2 separate regions of the Sus scrofa genome follow, and region 1 is linked to region 2. The links are chromatin contacts, called in public Hi-C maps. All regions are on one chromosome and are shown on one strand. The core of a region is the stretch at or near the end of the contact, and the rest is flanking DNA. Distances in the headings are between cores, read along the strand shown.

Region 1 (7,659 bases), core at 406-2,905, 520 kb after region 2:
AAGAATATAACTCTCAGTTCATGCTCAATATATCCGCTAAAGTACATAACTGCAATCAGTTAACTCACTGGGGCCAATGGTACTCCGGCCCCTTTCAAACTGAACTATGTACTGCTCTAACCACATTCTCTAAGAATCCATGAGGCAAATGTCTTAAATTCCAATAAATCTGAGATCCTTCTTTACAGCCTTGATGTTGGATTAGGCCTGTTAACCTCTTACAGCCAAGCTGTACCCTTAGCCTGCACCACACAACCTGCTCAGCTGAATGTTTATCAGAGGGATTTCAGATAATAGCGCCTAAATGTATATCACAGTTTGTCAGCACACCTACACAGAACCCAGAACAGAGCAGCATCTGGTGCCTGAGTGAACTTCTGTCCCAGAACCTGGAACACGAGAAACTTTTAAGTCCCCCGTGGATCAGGTAGCTAGGAAAGAAGGTACCAACACTCTCCTTAGAATAGTGAGTTAGGAAAGGCTGAGTCTTGGCTGCACCAGCAAATCTAACAGTCTTTCACGGGGATACTTAATTTGGATGTGCCACCCATTCTAAGGGGAACACAAATTATTCTCTCATCGCTTTGCACTACTTTGCTCTTTTCCTTACCAAACACCTTCCCAAAAAAAGTCAATAAATATTAGTTCAATATACGTGGAAGATCTATTTAGATCTATTTATTTTCACTAATTTTCAGCAGCATGTGACATACAGCATTTGTTTTGTATCTCTCTGAGCCCTAAAAATAGCGCAGCCATCCACCCCATACCAGACCAAGGCTTGAAGGAATACATGGGGAATTTAAGAAGCACAGACTATTCTTTTTCCTCTCCAGACATTCATCAAAGGCTTATAATTCTGTTTCTGCCTGGTTGACTGAACTTATGCCTACAGCATCTTTTCAAATTCGAAGTTTCAAAGACCCACCTTCCCCTACTCGGAGATCGCGTCCATATCCATCTCATCCTAGTATCACTCTTTTTTCTGGGACATTTCCCGAGGGATGAAAGGGTCTTTTAGCGCTTCTGTTCAGCCTTCGCCTCATCCCTTGCCCCCTCCCCACGAAGGGCTCACGTTTTAACTGCCGCTCACGCCCCCGGGGGGCGGGGGGGAGAAGAAACAAAAACGTCTCTAAAGAAGGATCTAGGTGAGGCCCCTTTTAAGCCAAACTCCAGAGTTAGCCGGTGCGGCCCCTGCCGGGGAAGAGCCACCAGGGCTGAATCTCTGCAGGCAGAAACCACAGCCCGTCGCCTGTAGGAGCGGCGCTGCCACCTACCTACTCGGAGACCGGAGGACAAGACCTGCGGGCTGGGACCCGGACGGCTGGCCGACAGTTCCCGCCACTTGAAAGAGAAGAAGCAGAAGGCGGGGTCATGCCCCGCTTGCTTCGCTGCACCGAACCGCTCCCCACACCTGCGAGTTTGCAGCGCTCCCGCCCTCCACGCCTGCAGCCACCACAGCTCGGCTGTATCAGCCGGCAGGGAAAAAACAAGCCGCGAAGCTCCTCCCTCTCCTCGTGGGCCTTACGTGAGGCCTCTCCAGCCAAAGGGAAGCGCAGGGGGAGGAGTGAGAGAAGCCCCAGTGACAGGCCACAACCTAGTCCGCCCGCCGGCGCGAGCGGGCAGCGCAGTTGCTGGGCCAATCGACAGTGTGGGTGGGAAGTGAAGAGGAGGGAGAAAGCGGAGAAAGGAAGCGTCCAATCAGATCGTGAGACCCTGGAGCGACGGGTCCTGCCGCCTGTAGTCTTCCGAGTGCGGCGCGCAGGGGGCGTGCCCACCTGGGCCAATCCGCGCGAGCCCACGGTGCGGAGCGAGCGCCTCAAATGCTCGGGTTTCTCAGCTGATTGTCTCCAGCCGAGAGTTGTTTTTTGCAGCTACCGAGCGGAGCCGCTGCAGGAGGAGCAGAGACCCCCGGGGGGGTGGGGCGGGGAGAGGAGGCGGGGTCCGGGGAGCCGCGGCTGCTCTCCGCGGGGCTCCAGGTCCTGTCACGGCGCTTCCTGGGGTTGGAGGTTGGGGTGGGTGGGGGGTCAGGGAGTCATCCTTCTTCCCCTCGACGGCGGCTCCGAGTCCGGCCCCTTCCTTCCCGCGCTCCCTCGCCCGCCCCACAACCCCCTCATGAGGGTGTCCGTGCCGGGTCCGGCGGCCAGCCGCGAGCCCTCGACGCCCGGCGGGAGCGGCGGAGGCGGAGGCGCCGTCGCTGCTGCCTCAGGCGCCGCGGTGCCGGGCTCGGTACAGTTGGCGCTGAGCATCCTGCACGCCCTGCTCTACGCCGCTCTCTTCGCCTTTGCCTACCTGCAGCTGTGGCGGCTGCTCCTGTATCGCGAGCGGCGCCTGAGTTACCAGAGCCTCTGCCTCTTTCTCTGTCTCCTGTGGGCAGCGCTCAGGACCACCCTTTTCTCCGCCGCCTTCTCGCTCAGCGGCTCCCTGCCCCTGCTCCGGCCGCCCGCTCACCTGCACTTCTTCCCCCACTGGCTGCTCTACTGCTTCCCCTCCTGTCTCCAGTTCTCCACGCTCTGTCTCCTCAACCTCTACCTGGCGGAGGTAAGGCGGGAGGACCGGCACGCTGGGCCGGGCGGGAGAACGGGGCCGCAGCTTTCAACTTGGGCTAGGGACCGGTGGGGGCTGGGGTAGGGAGGTGCGGACCGAGAGTCGCCCGGGGAGACTGAGGTACGCCCGGATTGTGTGCCAGGCTTCTCGCCCTAAACTTGAGCCGCCGATCGGCTCGGCGACTGAAGGGCTTGGAGGGGGATGAGTGAGTGAGAGTGTGTTCCGACAACTTAAGAGAGCAGGACCAGCCTTTGTTCGGCGTCCTGGCCCTGTAAGGGAAGGTATCGGTGGTACCAACAAAGTGGCATCGCAAGAAGTAGCAGCCCCGGTAGCTCTGCCGAAGCTGGACTGTGTTGAGAGAGGTTGGATGCTGAGGTAGCAGCAGCTCTGCTGAAGCTGGACTGCTGCCAGCCATTACGTCACCAGGCAGAGCTGTTCCTCTGCTATTGTTGCTGCGTTTCTTTTATTAGAAGCTTATATTCCCTCCTGCCTCTCCTTTCCCGTGGCTCGATAAGCCTCACACAGATTCCTTTCGTTGGTTCCCCGGCGGGGTTAATTATCAATAACCAAAGCGGAGGGTCAGTATAAAGACCTCCGTAAAAAAATCCCAGTGTTTGCCCCAGTCGCTTCATGCTTTGGGTATTTATCTTATCTTTTTGCAGCCTGGGTTTTGTTTGTTTGTTTGTTTAAGCTAATTAAGAGATAAAATATTAGCTTAGCCTGCGCCTGTTACAGAAACAAACCACCAAACTGTTTTTGCAATAAGTTGCTTAATAGCTGGAACCTAATCACACCCCCTTTCTCTTTCTTGAGGAATTGCTGGTTGGATTGCATTGTTCTGCAGCACTTAGGTATTTGACCCATTTCAAACAGGTTTGAGAGTGTAAGGTTGTCAATCATGTGTGCCAGCTAGTGGTATTTAAGCTAAGGAATTTTGAGAATTGCAAAAAAAAAAAAAAAAAAAAAATCCCCCCTCCCCTCCCCTCTGGAAAAAAAAAAAAAAAGCTTGAGGCGGGGAGGAAACAAGATGACATCATATGCTTAATACTGACTAATATAGAACAATATTGGTCTCTGCAGCTAATCCTCTCAAAGGCTTTTGGAGGTGATGAGAATTAACATAGTTATGAACAAAAGTTAAAAAAAATTGAGGCAGATTAAGTGTTTATATTTCCTGCGTAAACCAACTCTTTTCACTCCTAATAGCTAGGAAGTAGAATGCATAATTTTAAAAGAACAGTCATAACTTCAGCTTTTAACTCTGCTAAAAACAACAATTCAGAGTATGTAACAAATTCAACTTGAATGCCCCATCATTTGGAAGTCCAAGCAATACAATGACAAAAACCAAAACAATAAGCAGAAATAAAAAGCGTAGGTAATCATAAATCAAATAAACATGCTGTTGTCATGTCACTTATTTGAAGGTGTCCTGATCTTCTAGTTGTTAAGCTGTTATAACACCTCTATCCTTTATAGCTAAACTGATACATTGCATTCTTCCTAACACAATTTCTGATAGACTACCAGTGACATCTCATCAGTAAAGCTTTCCTCTAGCTTCAGATATTATTTACCTCAGAGTGACTAGCAATCCTTACATCATGAGTATCAATCAGATAATTTGTTTCTCCCCTATACCTTTTGATTTATAAAATCTTATTAGTAATTAATTGTAAAATAGTTGGTGGATATTTCATAAAGTAGCTAAACACTCTTTTTACTTTTTTTTGGAAATAGAACATATCCCACCAGAAAATATATAAAGCTTAAGTATACAGCTAGGTGAAATTTTACATATGCATACGCTCCCAGACTAAGGTGTGCAACATTTTTAGTGCACCAGAAGGCCACCTTGTGCCCTCTCCCAGTCATACCTCTCACCCTGAGGTAAACACAAAGTGACTAAACATTATCACAATAGGAAAAAAAAAATCTATATTTTAAGTTCAAAATTCTAAAATATACCTGTACAGCATAAACTACACAATATCCGGATTGAGTTTTCAGACTTTTCGATCACTTGTTATTCTAAGCTAGCGAGGAAGAATTTAAATGTCTAAAAGTCTTCCTGTTACATGGATCTCTTGTATGTGTAATGTACTTTTTAGAAAGCAATACATTCTATTAACCTTGGAAATCTCATTTAGAAAGAAGCTTGTCTAAAGCTTTTTATCTTTTGCAGTGTCTCCTAGAAAGAGTGTAGGTTGTCTATACTTGTCTTTTTATAATAAAATTAACAGTTTTAAGATGCATAGCTATGCTTATAAATATAAACTTTCAACCCATTTAAAGATACATTTTTAACCAGAAATCATTTCTCTATTCACTAAAAAAATTAAATTTAAAAACACAAGGAAGTCTCTATTTAAAAGAGTATAACTCCTTAAGTGAGGAGTTCCCTTGTGGCACAACAGGTTAAGGATCTGACATTGCCACTGCAGTCCTTGGGCCACTGAGGTGACACAGGTTCGATCCCTGATTCCTGGCTCAGGAACTTCCACATGCCACAGCAGACATGGCCAAAAAAAAAAAAAAAAAAATCAAATTTTTTTTCTTTTTTTTTCCGCACCTGTGTCATACGGAAGTTCCTGGGGCCAGGGATCAAATCTGAACTGTAGCTGCAACCTACCCTACAGCAGTGGCAATACTAGAGCCTTAAACCTGCTGCTGCAGAGTGGGAACTCCAAAATCAAATTTTATATCAATTCCAAGTAACTGGAAGTACACTTTCTGTTTGTCATTCTGAATGAATGAAGCTTTATCAAAGAGTTCTTTGTATTATAGCAAAGTGTTAGAGAAAGTCTATATGGTGAAAAATACAAAACTTAACATTTGATTTTTTTTAAACCGAAGGCTCTTAATATCTGTTTTGAATAGTTGTGCTTCTTGATTACCAAATCGCTCTTTTTACTATCTGTCATATTAAATATCAATTTCATTTTATTTTTGACCTCTTCAAAGTATTTGTTTTATTCATTTCTCACTAATTAAAAACATTCTAACTTTCAGGACTTAGTTACAAAGAACTAGAGAGCAGTATAAAAATAAAGCTAGTAAAACAACCATTACTATTTTGAACACATTTTAGTAGTTCTTCTAAAATAAGTTTTCAAAAAGTTGTGACTGCCCAAACCATTCTTTCTTTTATTGACTGCACTTGAAATGGAATTGAGATAAGTGGAAGTAGCCCATTCTGAAATAATTAGACTTACCATACTTACCTCCTGAAAGCACACAGTTGAAAAAAAAAAAAAAAACTGTACACTAACCTAAAAATACCTGTTGTGCTTTTTCCAGCATGATGAACAGAACACGTACTTTACCAGTGAAAGGTTCACACTCCTATACTTTTACCAGAGAAGATTTCAGTCTTTAAAACAGACTATCTGATAAAATATGCTATCTACCATTGGAACATGTAAAAGGACTTAGAGTGAGAGTTGATAGTATACTATCTTTGGACTACTGTGGTGCATGCCAAAATCGATGAGTTCATCTCCAAGACCTGTATTGACATTTTTTTGCTTGTAATGTTGTAACATGAGTGCCAGTTGCTTAATCGGGGTAAAATGCAATGACTAAATCATAATGCCAGAACAGCTAGAAAAGTTAAATTCAGAATCTTAACACGTACATTCGTGGATAACTATCCTTGTCCCTGACATTAGATACAGTTTTCCAAATATTGATGGAATGTCAAGTAACTTAAACTTATAGGTATTTTGGTTTTGTTATACTGTTCTGTGATTTCTTACAAAAGTATTTTTACTGGGAGTTCCCGTCATGGCACAGTGGAAATGAATCTGACTAGGAACCATGAGGTTGTAGGTTCGATCCCTGGCCTCGCTCAGTGGGTTAAGGATCCCTCGCTGCTGTGAGCTGTGGTATAGGTCACAGACACAGCTCAGATCCTACATTGCTGTGGCTCAGGCATTGGCTGGCGGCTACAGTTCCAATTGGACTCCTAGCCTGTGAAACTCCATATGCCGTGGGTACAGCCCTAAAAAATATCCACACACAAAAAAATTAAAGAGTATTTTTACCAATAGAAACACCTTAAGGATAAGAAATTATTTTACCATATTTTAATCTTATAAAACAATGGTAAGAGTTCCTGTTGTGGCTCAGTGATAACGAACCCAGCTAGTATCCATGAGGATGCAAGGTTGATCCCTGGCTGCCCTCAGTGGGTTAAGAATCCTGCGTTGCTGTGAGCTATGATGTAGGTCACAGACACTGGCACAGATTCCATCTTGCTGTGGCAGTGGTGTAGGCCAGCAGCTGCAGCTCCAATTCAGCCCCTAGCCTGGAAACTTCCATGTGCCATGGATGGGGCCCTACAAAAAAAAAAAAAAAAAGAAAAAAAAAAGAAAAGAACAATGGTTATATACTGTTGAATGACAACCTTGAAACGGCCAAAATCTTGAAAATATTTAGCCATCTAAAATTTGAGGGTTGGACTTCCTGTCTGGTGTGGCAAAAACGAATCTGAATAGGAACCTTGAGGTTGCAGGTTTGATACCTGGCCTTGCTCAGTGGGTTAAGGATCCGGCATTGCCATGAGCTGTGGTGTAGGTCGCAGACACGGCTTGGATCTGGCATTGCAATGGCTGTGGTGTAGGCTGGCAGCTGTAGCTCCGATTAGACCCCTAGCCTGGGAACCTCCATACGCCACAGGTACAGCATTAAAAAGCAAAAAAAAATAAAATAAAATTTGAGGATTAACTTAATTCTGATGAACACATGAGGTAAATTATTTGTGTACTTTCTGGGATCTTATATTTTCTGCCTAAAAGATTGCCTGTGATATGAATGCTAAGATTCTCTTATATTTTCTTGATGTAATTAGTTAATTCTGATTACTACAGGTAAAACCCTTACTAATGAAGCCACTTTAACATATTAGAGTTTTGCTTAGCAAAACTATTTTTGTATCATGGCAAATGGCCCATGGGAATTAGGGCTTTGCTAATTTGGTTTCAACTAATTCTATTAAACAGAAAAGTCTGCAAAACAAATAAGTCTCACATCATGAGTCCGTTACTATTAACTGGAAATCGTGATTTTGTCAATGTTGGACTTTTATCCATAAATGTGATTAGAAACATT
Region 2 (6,988 bases), core at 77-2,576:
TTTATTTACATGTCTAATTTTGCTTTTATACTTGAATATCCTGAAAATATCTCACTCATTTGTATGGCCCACAAGTACCAGCACAGTGTTTAATTATAATCTGTTGAAATAAAATGAAGCATATAAAGTTGGCTTGCCTCCAAGAACATCAATAGCTCCCCTTAGCATGGCATGAAAGGTCGTTTTTGATCAGGCCCTGGTCTTTGGCTAAGTCTCATCCACTGTCATTCTCTTCTACCCTCCAACTTCCATAAGCTCTAGCCACTCTGGCCCAGCTGCTGTTCACTCCTTTACTTTGTATGTCTTCTTCCCTCAATGCAAGCTACCCTTTTGATGGTATGGCAAACTCCTCACCATCTTCAAGCCATAGTTCAGACTTGTTTGTTTTGTCTTCCCTCAACAACCTTTTAAACTTCAGGAGAGTACGGGCCTGGTAGGTCTTGCTCACTGCTGTCTCTCCAGTGTATGAATGCAGATTGGGGGAATGAAGAAGCATATTAATATATAAATTGAAGTTTTGATTATTTCAAAGGCAGCAGGAACCCACAAAAGGATACTAAGCATTAAACGGTAATGAACAGGTTTTTGTTTCAGAAAATCACTATCATTGCTGACTGTGATGGTGGGAGTGGAGTTGGGAGGATTGGAAAAAGCAAGACTGGCCCTAAGAAATAAGATAGAATAAGCAAAAATGATGAAGGCCTGATTTGAGGTAGCATCAGTGAGGTTGGGAGGAGGAGAGGGATTTGAGAAAGACATGAGAGACAGAACAGCATGAATTAATGAAGTATTGGATGTTGTAATTGAGGTTGATAGGGAGTGAAGGATAAGTCCAGGTTTTTGGCTTCAAGATTCCATAGCTGCTAGTGATGTCTGGAACTATTATACAGTATTATATTTGTTTGTTTACCTGTCGATCACTCCCTACTTAGTGAGAAAGGGACCTTGCTAAAAAGTCTTTTTTATTAGCAGCGTTAGAAGGAGGCATGTAATAATTCAATGAATGGGTGAATACGCTGAAAATACTAAACAGATTATACGATTCAATAAGAGGCATGGCGATAGCAGAATCTAAGTATACCGTGCTCTGCGGGGTGTATCAACACCGCGAGGAAAACAACAGGTAACCGGCCACTAAGTTGCATTCTGCCTAATGCACAACTAGTAAGCTGACAATAAAGTTTATTTGAGCGTCGACGTGCCTCAACGTGGCCCCGCCTCCCCAACCGGAGCTACGATTGGTGGGCATTGGCCGGCGGCTGCCGATCCTAAAGCCAGGATTGGCTAAGGCCGCCGTCATTTCGGAGCGTCCCGGCTCCCGACGCCCTCTCGCCGCGTCGTCGGTGCCTGCGCCGCTCGCTCTTCCTCGGTTCTCCCCTCCCGGCTGAAGACCGGGGACCGGAGCGAGCAGACTGGGACCATGTTCCGACGCAAGCTGACGGCCCTCGACTACCACAATCCTGCTGGCTTCAACTGCAAAGGTGAGGCGGCGGCCTTGGGCCGGCCGCGTGTCAGTGACCCCGCGGGCCACCGCTCCCTCGGCGCCGGCATCCGGGCACGCTACCCGGGCCGTTCGCGGCCTTGTCTCCCCGGGACTTATCTTCTCCCACCCGCCGGGCACCTGAAGCTTCCTTGGCTTCAGAGCCCCGTCACCCGTTCTTTGTGTCCTTGCTAAACTCCGGACACCACTCTCACCTCCTGCCCGCACCCTCAGCTCTCTAGAGGGAAAGTCTTTTTTTCTCTTAGCCCTCAATGCGCTGGTTGCCGGGTCACAGGGTGACGCCGTGAGCACCTGCTGGGGGCCAGCGCAGTGCTGGAATCCGAGGAAGATGCGGCGTAACTTGAACACCAGTTAGTTCACTGCCTGCCAGGAACTAAGGGGTCGGGGTGGGCAGTGAGAACCCACCGAGCAGTTTGAGCTCAAATGTTAATGAGGTCCTGGGCTGGCAGTGTTGGGATACACGCGTATAATAACGGGCTAATTACAGTGTGTGGGTCGTGCAAAAAAAGTTAGCAGCAGCTGAATGGGGCGGTTGAATTGTAAATACGAAGGTATTTGGGATTTCACAGTGTTAAAATTGTAGAAGAAAAAAAAGTATTAAGATTGCTACCCCACTGTTACACAGCTACTACCCACCACTACTTGTTTTTTTTCCAGAATTCTTAGCCTGTAGTAGACTAGTAAGTTTGAAAGTGTTCAAGTACAACCTGGCATGTTCAGAAGATGGTGAAATTCTCAAGACTTCATAATTTGAATTCCAGCTTGAATTTTGAAATTGAAAATAATTTCCAAGCAGTCTAACAGTGTTTTGTTGATCTCCTGTAGAAGCATGTCAATTTATAGACTCTTGTTTTTCTACTTTGCCTTTTATTTAACAAAAAAGGTTCAAGGCAGTAGAGCTTAGAGCTGGATTTCAAATCTTTGAGCCTCAATTTTCACACTTGTGCGATAAGGATATTCCTACCGCAAGAGAATGTGAGGTACATGAACACCTATGAACTTTTTCATGAATGGTTTTAATATGCTGTAATAGTAAACAGTAGTAGTTGACTGTATCGCCTTTGTATTTATCATTTAATTTGACATCCCCCCCCCCTTCTTTTTACTGCTGCATCTGTGGCATATGGAAGTTCCCAGGCTAGCTGTTGAATCAGAGCTGCAGCTACCAGCCTACACCACAGCCACGGCAATACCAGATCTGAGCCACATCTGCAGCCTATGCCTCAGGTTGTGCCAATGCTGGATCCTTAATCCACTGAGCAAGGCCAGGGATTGAATCGAATCTTCACAAAAACGTCAGGTCTTAACCTGTTGAGCCACATGGGAAAACCATCCTTTAATTTCTTGTACTTTATTATTGCTGTAAATTTAATGTTTTCCAATTCTTCCTCCTCCCTTCCCCAAAGGAACTTGGAAAATAACTGATATTTTAATAGCAAAACTATGTGCCAGATACTTTTAATCTTTAAATAATTTACTTAACCTTCATAACAGCCCTGTGAGGTAAGTCCTGTTATTCCCCCCCCCCCCGCCTCCCTCCCCCCGTTTTGTAACTCAGGAGTCTGAGGCACAAGAAATTTAGGTAATTAGCCTAAGTTCACATAATCACAAGATGTGTGTAGTCAGAATTTGAATTCAGGCCAGGATAGGAACAGAACATTTTTTAGATCTGTTAATTCAAAGTCTGCACTTTCAGGAGTTCCTGTCGTGGCGCTGTGGTAAACGAATCCTACTAGGAACCATGAGGTTGCGGGTTCGGTCTCTGCCCTTGCTCAGTGGGTTAAGGATCCGGCGTTGCCGTGAGCTGTGCTGTAGGTTGCAGATGCGGCTCGGATCCTGCGTTGCTGTGGCTCTGGCATAGGCCGGCGGCTACAGCTCCGATTCGACCCCTAGCCTGGGAACCTCCATATGCTGCGGGAGAGGCCCAAAAAAATGGCAAAAAGACCAAAAAAAAAAAAAAAAAAAAAAACCAAAGTCTGCACTTTCAGCTCCTACATCAAGCAGCTCAAGTAACTTACTATTTTGGAGTTAAAAAAATTCCATAAGACTATTTATTTTTGGAAAAGGAAGTGCTTTACTTATAGTGCTTTGAGTGATTTATATCATGTTTTTATTGCAGATGAAACAGAATTTAGAAACTTTATTGTTTGGCTTGAAGACCAGAAAATCAGACACTACAAGATTGAAGACAGAGGTAATTTAAGAAACATCCACAGCAGTGACTGGCCCAAGTTCTTTGAGAAGGTAATGGATTAGAAAGTAAAGTTAAAAGTACAGAGAACTTGTCTAAAAATTGTACTAAGACAAGCAAGCTTAAAATTTCCTTGTTTTTCTAAAATACTTAATAATGATCAGTGTTAGAAAAGCCAGATTTCAGGGATTTAACTTTTTTCTTTTCCATATTTCTTCTGTTTTTAAAGCAAATGATATTATCTCTTCCTATCAAGTATTTAGTACTAGCTAGAAATAATTTTGTTCCAAAACACTGAGGCTTCTTAAGTAAACAGAGATATATATTTTATAAGTGGTAAAAATGGCCAAAATCATAATTTTTACATTAAAAATATAGTAGAAATACACTTAAATATTTTATTAAAACAAGGCATTGTTGGAGTTCCTGCTGTGTACAGCAAGTTAAGGATCCAGCATTGTCTCTGCAGCAGCATAGCTCACAGCTGTGGCTTGGATTTGGATTCATTCCCTAGCCCAGGAACTTTTATATGCCACAGTAGGAGCCAAAAGAACAAAACAAAACAAACATTATTGGCATGTGTGAAAACTAAGATTATGTCTTGTTTATGCTTATATTTAACATACAGAGTTGTCCCATGTGTACAAAGGAAATAATCCTAAAAAAATCTGGATTAAAAAAATAATTATTTTTGTGTCTGGAATGATTTTCCCATTGATTTAGTTTAATTTTACTATCATTTTTGCAGAAAAGAGTTGTTCTCAAATTAGAAAAAAAATCACATTTTACAATATCAGTATTTACATTAATCATTTTCATCAGCTCTTTTACTTTGATGAGTAAGATCTTTAAGAATATGAAATGTGACTGGATTTTTCATTTGCTGAAGCAGAGTGTTTAGGTACCTAACTTTTCCTTAGAGATTTTATGAATTAGGGGATTATGTAGGTTCACACTAGTTCTCGACAATGGGCAACTTTATTAATAAATGGGATAACAGTGGTACCTATCTTGTAGGAGTGGCATGTATTGTTAATGAATGATATATACCTATGTGCCTGTTCACTGAGGTGCCTGCCTCATAGTAAAGGTTTATTAATTTCCCTGCCTCTACTTTTATTAATGCTACTACCAGATTTTTTTCCTTTGCTCTTCAAAAGTATTTTTGAAAATTTCAATAGGCTTCTTAAGACCTTGAAATGTATTGTTAGGATTTTATAGTTGCTTATGTTACATCTTATGGCTCATTCACGTGAACAAGACAATACAGAAGGGCATTAAGATAAAAAAACTTTATGATAAAAACACCCATAAGTGACAGTAAAATAGTATCAATTAAAGATTAATGTATTGGAACTTATGCAGATGTTATCTTTCAAGATGGTCTCTTTGGAATGATGATGTCATTATTTAAAGCACATTTGGAACTTCTTTTAGAATGACTTAGATCAGGAGACCTTTTTTGAATATCTTTAATACTGACAGGTTTGGGTGGGGTTTTTTTTTGTTTTTTGTTTTTTTTTTACTTTAGAAGGTGGATTTGCTTTTTGCATAATGACTAATAAGCAGGGGGATAAATTTTTTTTGTAATGAATTTTCTTTTTGTTTTTTAGGGTTGCACATGCAGCACATGGAAATTCCCAGACTAGGGCTTGAATCAGCTGTGGCTGCTGGCCTATGCCACAGCCATAGCAATGCCAGATCCTTAACCCACTGAGCGAGGCCAGTGATTGAACCCATATCCTCATGGATACCAGTCGGGGTTTGTAACTCGCTGAGCTCCAGTGGGAACTCTGGGATAAAATTTTTGATCAGAAAATGAGTTAGGGCTGAAAAGTGCTGATTCATTAATTATCCCCTAAAGGATTTCCAAAGAGAAGTTCCAGAAGTTTCGAGTAATAACATTGGTGGGTTTCTTGTTGTTGTTGTTCTTTTTGTCTTTTTAGGGCTGCACTCACTGCATATGGAAGTTCCCAGGCTAGGGGTTGAATCAGAGCTGCAGCTGCCAGCCACAGCCACAGCCATAGCAACATCAGGTTCGAGCTACATCTGCCAGCAGTGCCAGATCCCTAACCCACTGAGCAAGGCCAGGGATCAAACCTGCATCCTCATGGATACTAGTCCATTCTTAACCTGCTGAGCCATGACAGGAACTCCTGAGTAATAGCATTGTTGATGGAACCAGGTTTTAAGTCCCTAAGAGACTCATTGTAGGGATAATACTTATTTGGATATACAGCTTCTGACATTTATTCAAAATACTTTATGTCGCATGGCTTATTCTCTTCAGAGGTACTTCCACTGTTTAAGTAATTGGGTTTTGGTTTGGTATGTTATCCTTTTTAAAGTCCTTTTTATTTAATTGCTCTATGTGTATTGAGACCTGGAGTCAGAACGTTTAGGTTCAGATCCCTGGTTTAAGTTGTGTTAACTGTCAGCAAGTGTTAATCTCTAGTCCTCAGTTTTCTCATCTATAAAATCAGGAAGTTATTCTAAACCATTGGTGCCCTACCTGGAATCTACAAAAGTAAAAATTTCAAAAAGTGTGATGGGGATACTTCATTTCTTTTCCCTGAGTGCTATACTTAAATGTTTCCTTCCTTTGGGTTATATAATTGTGTCAAAAGCTTAATAAAATAGCGGAGTTCTTTTGTGGTGCAGTGGGTTAAAGATCTGGCATTGTCACTGAAGCAGCTATGGTTGCTGCTGTGGTCTGGGTTTGATCCCTGGCTCAGTCACATGCTGTAGACTCGGTCCCCCCACCCCCCGAAAAAAAATAGAGAGTTTAGTAATATAAATGTTGTAAGAAATCCTTAGAGATCCAAATAAGGTCTCTTTCAGCTTTACCAATTTTTTGAATTTGTGACTTCATAGTAATAATGAAACCATTTTTCTCCTCACAGTATCTCAGAGATGTTAACTGTCCTTTCAAGATTCAGGATCGACAAGAAGCAATTGACTGGCTTCTTGGTTTAGCTGTTAGACTTGAATACGGAGATAATGGTATGTTTTGTGGGAAATGTGTGTTTTAAAGATGGGGAGGAAAGGTGGAAAAGGAGGAGTGTAAAAATGTAGGGAACTTGCCAGTTTCTTTGTCTTACGTTGTTTTACCTTTGATTCATTTTAAGTTTTATACCTCCTCATTTCCCTTTATAGCATCTTTTTTTTATAAAATTTACATTTGTTTGTAATCATTCTCTTATATGCAGCTCCCACCCCTCAACTCTCAAATTGCTCAGAAAAGAATTTCCTTTTCTAAAATTAGAGAACTTCCTTATTATAAGCTATTAAAAGCA

What was found. A called contact is a pair of places that touch in the nucleus more often than the background predicts.
Region 1: a contact with region 2 is called in a Hi-C map of liver, with 9 times the contacts expected there. The contact joins the promoter of TXNDC16 here to the promoter of C1H14orf166 in region 2. A contact is called at or near these places in 2 of 47 Hi-C or Micro-C datasets (heart right ventricle and liver).

Annotation. Positions count from the first base shown.
Region 1 is chr1:182,201,393-182,209,051 of Sscrofa11.1, forward strand. TXNDC16 (thioredoxin domain-containing protein 16) reads right to left here and starts at 1,656. Exons shown (of 21, transcript XM_021102004.1): 1 at 1,278-1,656. GPR137C (integral membrane protein GPR137C) reads left to right here and starts at 1,793. Exons shown (of 7, transcript XM_005659957.3): 1 at 1,793-2,541. The coding sequence starts at 2,116.
Region 2 is chr1:181,680,042-181,687,029 of Sscrofa11.1, forward strand. It overlaps C1H14orf166 (chromosome 1 open reading frame, human C14orf166), which reads left to right and starts at 1,327. Exons shown (of 8, transcript NM_001243494.1): 1 at 1,327-1,481; 2 at 3,621-3,745; 3 at 6,596-6,695. The coding sequence starts at 1,421.